3 separate regions of the Mus musculus genome follow, and regions 2 and 3 are each linked to region 1. A link is a contact called in public HiChIP or PLAC-seq data. All regions are on one chromosome and are shown on one strand. Each heading gives the region's core, a stretch centred on a gene start, on an enhancer-like site or on the middle of the called end of the contact. The rest is flanking DNA. Distances are from core to core; before and after follow the strand shown. Region 1 has its middle 210 kb from the start of Gm12159. Region 2 overlaps Ebf1 (early B cell factor 1). Region 3 overlaps Clint1 (clathrin interactor 1).

The links. HiChIP or PLAC-seq counts read pairs in DNA pulled down with a chosen protein or histone mark.
Region 2: a contact with region 1 is called in an H3K27ac HiChIP or PLAC-seq map of large pre-B cells, with 2.1 times the contacts expected there. The contact joins two enhancer-like sites. A contact is called at or near these places in 1 of 15 datasets of contacts at CTCF or cohesin (large pre-B cells) and 1 of 115 datasets of contacts at active chromatin or transcription factors (large pre-B cells).
Region 3: an H3K27ac HiChIP or PLAC-seq map of large pre-B cells shows a contact between it and region 1, with 2.5 times the contacts expected there. The contact joins two enhancer-like sites. A contact is called at or near these places in 1 of 15 datasets of contacts at CTCF or cohesin (large pre-B cells) and 2 of 115 datasets of contacts at active chromatin or transcription factors (astrocytes and large pre-B cells).

The regions. Positions count from the first base shown.
Region 1 is chr11:45,322,283-45,325,404 of GRCm38.p6, forward strand. No RefSeq gene overlaps it. Among named protein-coding and RNA genes, the nearest start is that of Gm12159, 210 kb to the left of the region's middle. Within about 2 kb of position 1,574, at least 14 of the 459 cell types and tissues checked have an H3K27ac peak or open chromatin away from gene starts, as enhancers often do.
Region 2 is chr11:44,763,722-44,766,843 of GRCm38.p6, forward strand. The region is part of intron 6 of Ebf1 (early B cell factor 1); the gene reads left to right. Among named protein-coding and RNA genes, the nearest start is that of Ebf1, 150 kb to the left of the region's middle. Within about 2 kb of position 1,545, at least 23 of the 459 cell types and tissues checked have an H3K27ac peak or open chromatin away from gene starts, as enhancers often do.
Region 3 is chr11:45,882,264-45,885,385 of GRCm38.p6, forward strand. It overlaps Clint1 (clathrin interactor 1), which reads left to right. Exons shown (of 12, transcript NM_001045520.4): 2 at 1,447-1,551; 3 at 2,069-2,165. Among named protein-coding and RNA genes, the nearest start is that of Clint1, 32 kb to the left of the region's middle. Within about 2 kb of position 1,513, at least 66 of the 459 cell types and tissues checked have an H3K27ac peak or open chromatin away from gene starts, as enhancers often do.

The DNA of each region.
Region 1 (3,122 bases), core at 324-2,823:
GAGAAATAACTGGAGAGAAACTGAGCGGGCCCAGTACCAATGCCTTTAATCTTCTCGGAGGGAGGCACACCACTCTGACCTGCTGATTCGTACAGTGTGTGTTACACTCAAATTACTCAAGAATTCCCTTGCTGGCCTTTTGTCGATAGTCCTTTTTTGCAAGGTCTTCATTACTTTCTAATTGACCAAATTTATTTTCTTCATCTCTCTCATTAAGGACGGGTTTAGAAGTAACCTCGATTGTGCAGACTTCCTAATGGCTTACTTCCTCTATGATTGCCCTCATTTTTAAAGAGGACTCTCCAGTCTACCCTAAGCCTATACCTTACAATCCAGCGATCCATCTACCTATTTAAGGGCAATGGGAGTCTAGAAAGTCTGCAGTAACTGATTGTATATTGTTATGTCCTTGGGTATGATATGGTTATACCTGCCAACACTGGTCACACACACACACACACACACACAATAGCACTATGTAGAGCTTTCATGATGGTTAGTTCAGCAGGAACTCAGTTTCAATGTATCCTGAGCATCTTTCCCAAATGTAAACTTCTGCGTTCATCTTTTGTCTTTCTTGATTAGTGAAGCCAAAACTCTAATGAGACAAGAAAATCTTCTTATTGCTACAATGGGTTGGTGTAGAATAAACTATATCCCACAGAGACCTGGATGTTCTGGCCCTTACCAGTGCAAATTCCTGCTGAAGATTCAATAGAACTACAAAGTGACACTACCCAGAATACCTGAAGTGTAGATCTTCTCCCTTCTCTCTTCCTCCATCTGTTCTCCTCCCCTGCCTCTATCTATCTCTATCCTTGTCTCTCTTTCTATATGTGTGTATGTGCATTCATGTATATGTGTGTATGTGCATTTGTGTGTGTGTGTATGTATGTATCTGTGGTTTGTTCTCTTGAAACCAGAAGATCCAAAGCAGATAGCAGCACATGGATACATACAGAGAAAGGACAGAGACAGACAGAGAGAGGCAGGGGAGAAGAAGGGATGAAGGGAGGGAGAAAGGGGAAGATCTATACTTCAGATATTCCAGGCAGTGTAACTTTGTAATCTTCTGCTTTTTAAATCCCATATACCATGAAAGTTGAGTTGCTCAAATTCTGGATCTCTCTCTCTCTCTCTCTCTCTCTCTCTCTCTCTGTCTCTCTCTCTCTCTGTCTCTTTCTCTGTCTCTGTCTCTCTGTCTCTGTCTCTCTGTCTCTGTTTCTCTCTCTCTCTCTCTCTCTCCCTCTCTCTCTCTCTCTCTCTCTCCCAGGTATTTACTGCAGGAATCTCAAGATCTTCCTTTCATAAAATGAGTCATAACTACCCAGCCTGCTCCACCAGACTTAAAATGCTAAGCACTGTGAAGAAAGAAAGATCCCCTCGCCATAGCTCTCTCATGGGGACCTCAGGATCTAATGCAAATAAATGTCTTGTCCCATTTGGGCTTGTGTCATGATAGCTTCTCTGACTAGACACGCCTTACATGTGCACGCCTTACATGTTCTTCCCCGACATTAAAGCTAGTGGCTTTAAAGTTAATGCCTATTTCTGTATCAGCCTTGGAGACGTTGCCCACACCTGGTTGACTCTTTTAACTGTCTACTTGGCAGGCCGGCTTGGCCCAACAACCACAGTGAGGGTGGGGGTGATCTTCACAGAATAAAATCCTTTTCCTGTTTTTCCTGGCTTGGCCAGTCAAGCAGATTGAAAGAAGTTGCATGTGCTTTTAAAAAATGAAACCCTTCTTGGCACTTTGACAAGTGGTTTGATGAGATCTAACTAGTATTTACAGAACTTGAGTTTGACACAAATTGAGGGTTAAATTTTCTCTCATTTACTGGCACCATCGACTTTGCATTTATAGCCCATAGGACCTGAGAGAGCAATACTGACTGTCAGTCTGTCATTTCCCCATCTCCAGCTTGAGAGTCCAACTAGATGCTTCTCTTACTCAGTTCTTCACATCAAGAGCTTTGAGTCTTGTAGGATCCACATACTGCTTACCCTGCTCTGCTCTGCACTAGCGAGATGGCCTCTGGTTACCACCTCACTTTCCTTGTGCCTCAGCTCGTGACTCTGAAATAGGAACATTAGTGAACTAAGTGATAGGTAAGAAGTAGCAAGAATGATTCACAAAATACCACAGTGATCAATGGATGGTAAGGATGACTAATGAATGTTTCCAGGGGATTCTATGAATTGAGCACTGTGGAAGAACAGGGAATCAGGGCTCATACCTAAATCCCAGCATTCATGGAGCTGAGGCAGGAAGTTTACCACACATTCATAGTCAGCTCAGACTACATAGGAAGTTCCAGACCAGCCTGAACTACAGTTTGGGAGACTATCTCCAAAAATAATTGTATTGCTTTTTAGGTTTCTGCAGTAAAACACCCAACATAAAATTGGGGGTGTGTTTCAGTTCATAATTCTGAGGGAATCTGTTAATGACAGGAAGGCATGGGACAAGAGTATGTGGAAGACAGCCACACTGTGTTCAGTCATGAAGCAACAAGACACGAACACAGCTGCCCACTCCACTTTCTGTCCCCAGCCTGAGGGGACAATGCCTCTACATTTGGTTGGCCTCAGTAAAACTTTTGTGAAGAAACCTTCACAGACATACCCATGTGACTTTAATCCCAGTCAAGCTAACAATGAAAATTAACTATCATACTGTCCTATATGAAATTGCCATACTCAGAGACATTTATTATTATCCATATAGAATCCATAAACAAATCAGATATAGCTTTCTCATGAGTGAGCACACTTACAAGTACAAAAATTATCAAGGTAACAGCATACGATCAATTAACTTATATTCTAAATAAAACAATAAGACAAAACACAAATAGGTATGTGTATTGGGGAGTTTGTGAGAGGCCTATCAAGTGCTATGGAATAACTGAAGGACAGATTCCATGTCTGGGACTGGTAGCCCATGCCCCTACAAGAGAACTAGCCTACCTTAGAGACTCTATAAGGGAAGTAAATCACACATTCGGACAGGGACCTAGGGAAGGGGAATTTAGAAAGGGCTGCACTGATGGACTTAGTGCCCAGGGTTTCAAAGAGCTAAAGATGAGGTAAGAGTGACCTGGATTCTCAAAATTCTC
Region 2 (3,122 bases), core at 295-2,794, 560 kb before region 1:
ATTAATTAAATTCAGTGTCTACCACCTCCAAGCAGGAGTTTGCAGCATATAAATAGCAAATAAAACCAGTAAGTATTTGTCGTTCCTAAATTAATGAAGAGATGGATGATGGATGGATGGTTATTATTACAGTTAACCCCCTTCAGATATTTCATAATTAAGCATCATCCTGTTCTTTCTTTTCGTTTTGGTTGCTGCCTAAACCTACAGTACCTATGAACCTCTCCAGTGCAGGCAACACTCATTCCATGAGGGTATAATTAGCCAGCAGAGATCTGTCCTAGAAAAACCATCAACTGCAATCAGAAATCCTGTGTCTCTCAGGGAAAGGTGGTGACTGAGATGGGACTCCATCATTTTACATGGCTTCCAAAGATGAGCAGCAGAGAGTTTGCAGGAGTTTTCTGAAACATCAGAACAGGGTAGGATGGGTTCATTTGCAAGTCTAACCCTTGCTTGCACGGGTTGAAATTGGCTTGAAACCAATTTGACCTCATGTGAAACCCTGGCTGTTTTGTGCTGGACAAAACAATGTGGCTTGGCTACTGGTGATACCAAACAGGGAGGGCTGAAGTTTTATGCTGTTGACTGAGACCTGAGTTTGAATCTTACCTCTGCCAATTACTGGATATAAGGTCTAAAGTTGATATAAATGCATTCCAGTTACTTCTCTGCAGTGCCCGCTCCCCTCTGAGGATTGCAGGATAAAAATAGACCCGGCACACACCGGCCTGTGTTGATTCAGGTTATTTCCCCCTTAGTAGTAATTCAGTTTCCTTTTATGTGTATTCAAGGCTCCACAAGTCCTAGTGAAAAATGGTCTGAGGAATGAGTAGGCAAGAAGTGCAGAGTGTCTCCATCTTGGACTTGTGCTCATAGGTTGGTGTCCAGAAAGAGTGTTCAGTGCTTCCTAGTCACAGACACAGAGAGACTGTCCAAGAGGTTAGCGGGCCATACGACCTCTGCGCCTGCCACACTCTTACCAGCCTGCACTGGCTTGGCAGGAAGCTTGAGGTTGCTGAAGTAAACCCCCTATTTCTCTTTAGGCCTGAACAGACACCAGTAATCATTATCAAACAGATCAAACAGCACCCTCTTGTTAAGTAGGGGCCACCCTGAAGAACAATTCCTCACACGCGATGGTTTATCCATTTTCACGGGGCCAACTCACAAAGGCAAATGAATTAAAAGCAATTTGGAGTTGCATTCAGTATTCTCAAGGCAAAAAGCGGCCTCCAGCATCTTTGCTGAGAGTCTTGGAAATCCGTGTCTTCGACAAGCCAGTCTCTCTGGCCTCGGTGATCGGCTTCTATTCAACCCGTGATTTAACTGGATTGATCGGAAGTAAGTCCTGAACTCTAAAGGAGGGTCCTCAGCTGGCAGCCCCGAGGCTGTGCCCTGCTCTGCCCCATGACTATGTGAGCGTTTACAGATGAGGTAGGAACCGAAAGTGGCAAACAGAACAGCCTGAGAAAATGATGGTCAATCGAGTAGAAAAGTCCACTATTTGCATCAGTACAATAATACACAGGCACACAAGATTTTCAGTTCCTCAAACCCGAGGAGTGGCCAAACAGTACCGTGTGAAGTCTGACATCCTGCTATACATATATATGTTGGGCAGGCTGGAAAAATATAGTAAAATCCCCTCTTGTGTGAGGGGACCTCTGCATAGTTCTCCCTAATTATGGAGGCTGCTGCTCTCTCCTCTTCTTTTTGTTTTCCCCTTCATTTTTGCCCTTGCCTTCTTCTCTTTCCCTCCCCTCCCCTTTCTCGTCCATTTTCTTGTGATTTCAGGTTGTTAGTAAACTCAATTATGAAATCCTAGCTTTAAAGTCAGCTCAGGGGGCAGCAAGATGGACCAGGTGGTAAGGGCAGTGACTTGAGTATCTTCCCTGGAATCCACATGGTGGGAGGGTAGAAGTGGTTCTTAAAAGTTGTTCTTGGAACCTCCAGACTTGTGCCATGAATGGCAACAGGGATGCCTCTGCTCCCCACATTCCCAACACAATCAAGAGACGATGAAAACATTTCAGTAAGATCTAAGGCTACACTACGTGACTTTAGGCATCCTCAGCACATGTTAATCCCTCCCGTTGTCCCCATCCACTCTCCTAAACCTTAAGATGCCCAGCTCTTATAAAACTTTGAAGTTCTCACTCTCTAATACACAGAACATTAACAATCCTTAAAGACAATGAAGGAAACCTGTGGCTGGCTTCTTATCTTTCTCAAGGTAAGAGGTTTGACTATTCTCTTCAAAGCTTTCCTCCTCCTCCTCCTCCTCCTCCTCCTCCTCCTCCTCCTCCTCCTCCTCCTCCTCCTCCATTCCTTTCCTCCAGTTGAAAATATAGAGCAAGACAGAAGTGGCCTTGCAGAGATTTGAACTTGTGACTCAAAGCACTGATTTCATGCAAGAGACCCATGATGTCTGGGCTGGGAGATCAAAGCCCTTGGTTTTGGCCTCACAGCTTCTGCTGTTTCTTTCTGGTACAGGATGAGGGTTTATGTCTTTATTTATCTATGGGGCTAGCAGAATCCCAGTCTGTCGTAATGGTAAATAAAACGTGTTGGAGTTACTATGGAGAAGAAAGGAGCAATTACAACTGCTTAAAACAGTATTAAAATATACTTAAGCAGAGGTTTGCCACGTAAACACACAATTAAAGCAGGAATTTGTGATGGATGCAGGAGTTTGACGGTCCCAGACATACTGTTTACTGGGGTAGTTAGCAGATGGATACGTCAACTGATCCCAGATGTGCAGCCTTTAAATGGGAACACACATCTTACTGGTGATGTATGCCTGCAAGTAGCAACAAATTACTTTCTGTTTAACTCTTACCTATTGAATGCAGAGCTATGTAGTACTCAGTGGATATATATATATATATATATATATGTATATATATATATATACACATATATATATATACATATATATATAATTTCCTTATTCAAAAGTGGTAATTGAATATCTGAATATCTAGAAAAAAAGAAGTTTTGTGCAAGTCATTTTAAAAGAACAGATTGAAGTAGGTTCACTTTTCTCTTTTAAGTCCAGATATCTGATCCTTCTATCCCCAGCTACAGTGTTCAGATATTTGCAGCCAATTAATTCT
Region 3 (3,122 bases), core at 263-2,762, 560 kb after region 1:
ATATATAAATTGTTGTCAACAGAATCATCTCTGGAATATTAGGAAAATTCATTAAAAGTCTTCAAGAGCCCCAAAAGTTGTGGGTTCCTAAGGAAATAACTTTTAGTTATATTATCGCATTAGTTGTGCAGTTGGAGGGGGTGTCCCTGGCATTCAGGGGACACTTTTCTTGGTAGAGTCCTGTTGTGGGTGTCGGTGTAGGAGCTGCACTGTTTGTTCTGTGACCTGACCAACTGTCTATATGTGACTGTCTCAGTGCTGATGTGGATCTGTTTGTCAGTGACTTAACTAAGCTAAACTCCTTGAAGGAACGAATGGCAGCAGACAAGGTCTAAAAGCGCTGAGCCTTGATCCTTCCGTATTTAGAAAACAACTTTTGATGACTTTTAAAAAGCCACATAGCAAAAGAAGGGAGGATATATGAGTAGTAGCTATCTAAATCTGATTTTATTCACTCATTTATTAGTTTTGATTTTGTGTTGCTGTGTTCATCTGTTAGAACACACATTCAGTAGTAATGGGAACTATATACATCAGATGAACTCACATTTTTATGGCTTTTCTTCCTTCAGATCCCATACACATGGCTGTTTAAAAAAAAAAAATCAAGTGTTTTGCTGTCTTGTGTCTTACCCTTTGAAAGCGTTCTTTCTTGCTATAGGATGGCTCTCAGTTATTAACTGAGCATCACCTGTCTGTCAGGCAGGAGAGCAGCACCAGTTTCTATGCTGTCTTTTGAGGTGTACAGAGCCTCTTCCCAGTCTACAGTTGAAACCAAGGTTAAAACAAAACTGCTTCATGAAATGGGGTTGGAATCAGGTTTTCTGTCTCCCATGTTCTTGTCAAAAAACTAGAAGTCTCAAGGAAAAGTTAAATATCATTTCCCAGTAAAATATTATGTAGCCAGTGAAGGTGTGAGGTTTACAATAACTAATAATTAAGTTTTTGTTAGAGAAAAACACTGATACAGAAGGAAATGTTGGTAATAGTTTTAAACAGTTGTAGAATATTCTCTTTGTGTTATGTCTTTTTTAAATGTCACACAGAATTGTCCACTGTAATTTAGTGTAAGAGAACAGAATTCCTATAAACACAAACCCGACCTCTTGTAAAGCACGGGCAGAGAGAAGGTGAACATCCTGGCTCTGTGATAGACTTGAGCGTGTCCGTTTGTCTTTGAGATCAGACCATGTCTCCTGGACTTGGGCCAGGGCTGATGACATTCCTCTGCATTCTTGAAAGCTAAATTCTTAAGATAACTTAAGTGTGTAATGTCGTGTCTTTGGAGTAGCCTGTGAGCAGAGCTGCCCCCCACTCCATAGATGTGGCTCATTAAGACATACGTTAGTATCATTTAGTTTTCATGTGTTGCTCAGTTTTGATGCTAATCTTTATGTATCTATATGTGTGTGTGTGCACATGCACATGTGCATTTTCCCTCTGCAGCACCAATGTGGTTATGAATTACTCAGAGATTGAGTCTAAGGTTCGAGAAGCAACGAATGATGATCCCTGGGGACCTTCTGGGCAGCTCATGGGAGAGATTGCCAAGTAAGTGGTAATTTGACTCAACAGTACAGAAAGAATCAAAGTGTCTTTACACAGAAAGTGAAGTTTGCTTTCAGTTTTAACCTGTTTAACTATCAGCCATATGTTCTGCATAATCCATTTTGATTAGTGTGGAGAGTTTTATATAGGTTCCATTCCCATTAAAAATTAGCTTTTAATGATGCGTCAGCCAAGACTTAATAGCTTTCCTTGCAAATTTTGAAGAACACGTATAAAATATTTGAAGTAAAAAAAAATCACACACTTTTTTCTTGGTGACAATGTGGGGCACTGAGGCCATGAAGAAAAAGCTTGCAGGATGGCACCGTGATTCCTCATGATGTGCTGTGTGTTGTGAAGAATAAGAGGAAGTGTGTTTTAGGAGGAGTGTCATTAAAATTTGATTTCGGCTTATTTTTTTTCTAAGCTGTTTGGGTAGTCCAAAGAACCTAGAGCAAGGCTGCCATCTATTGTCAGATTTATGCTACTACAGATGCTTAAGGAAACTCCTCTCTTTCAGGGCTACCTTTATGTATGAGCAGTTCCCAGAACTCATGAACATGCTTTGGTCCCGGATGCTAAAAGACAACAAAAAGAACTGGAGAAGAGTTTATAAGGTATGGTGGAAGCCTACAAGAGCGAGTGTTGACATGACTGTAGTCCACTAAGTTTCTAGACTTTTCCGAGACACACACTGTTTTCCAGTCATAAACAGCCCTTCATAGTACAGAGTGTGTTCAGACTTATGTTCTTCTAAATATTGAAGATTTTTATTGTTTCTTAAATTTTTTCCTACTAAATCTGTTGAGGTGTTTTGAGTATTTAATCTCTACTCATATGCAAGTTTGCTACTTGACTGTTTAAAATTAAAAACCAGTCTCATGTTTGTCACCTCTGTAAACAGCTTTGTTTAATTTGTGGTTGGGTGATAGCACCATTCCGCTCAGCGAAGTCTATAAGCTGGGACTGGCACTGAGAGTGAGGTGTGCAGACTTCTGGCTTCACCTGTGTGTGGACTTTTCCTCGGATTCATCTCATTTTGATTCTGTATTTCTAAAGCAAGGTGATGGTCTTCCTAGTTAATCATGTTTTCCTGCTTCTCAAAACATGCTGTACGCCAAAAGGATTCACTCTCACACGTAGCAGACCACAGCAGTGTTCACATTTGCAACGTGACATTTTGACTCTCAGAATTAAAAACCTGTTTTAACTAGAATTTTGTTGTTACTGTTACTGTTGTTGAGTGTCTGAGTGTAATGTGCCACTGTATGTGTGTTTGGAAGTATAGGGAGGCCAGAGCTTTGCTCCTGTGTCTTCCTCAGGCATTCCATTTTATGAGCAGAGTCTCACTGAACTCAGAGCTTTCTGATCCAGCTAGCTTGCTTGGGATCCCTGTCTCCTCAGAGTAGAATTACAGGTGGCAGCCAGGCCTGCCCAGCTTTTTATGTGGGTGATGGGGATCCAAGCTTCTATACCAGTGTTTGCATGGTAAGTACTTTATCCACTAAGCCGTCTCTTCAGCCCTCCCCCCTGTTCTAATTTGGTGAGGGTGCTGGGGAGAACAAAGTCTCTCT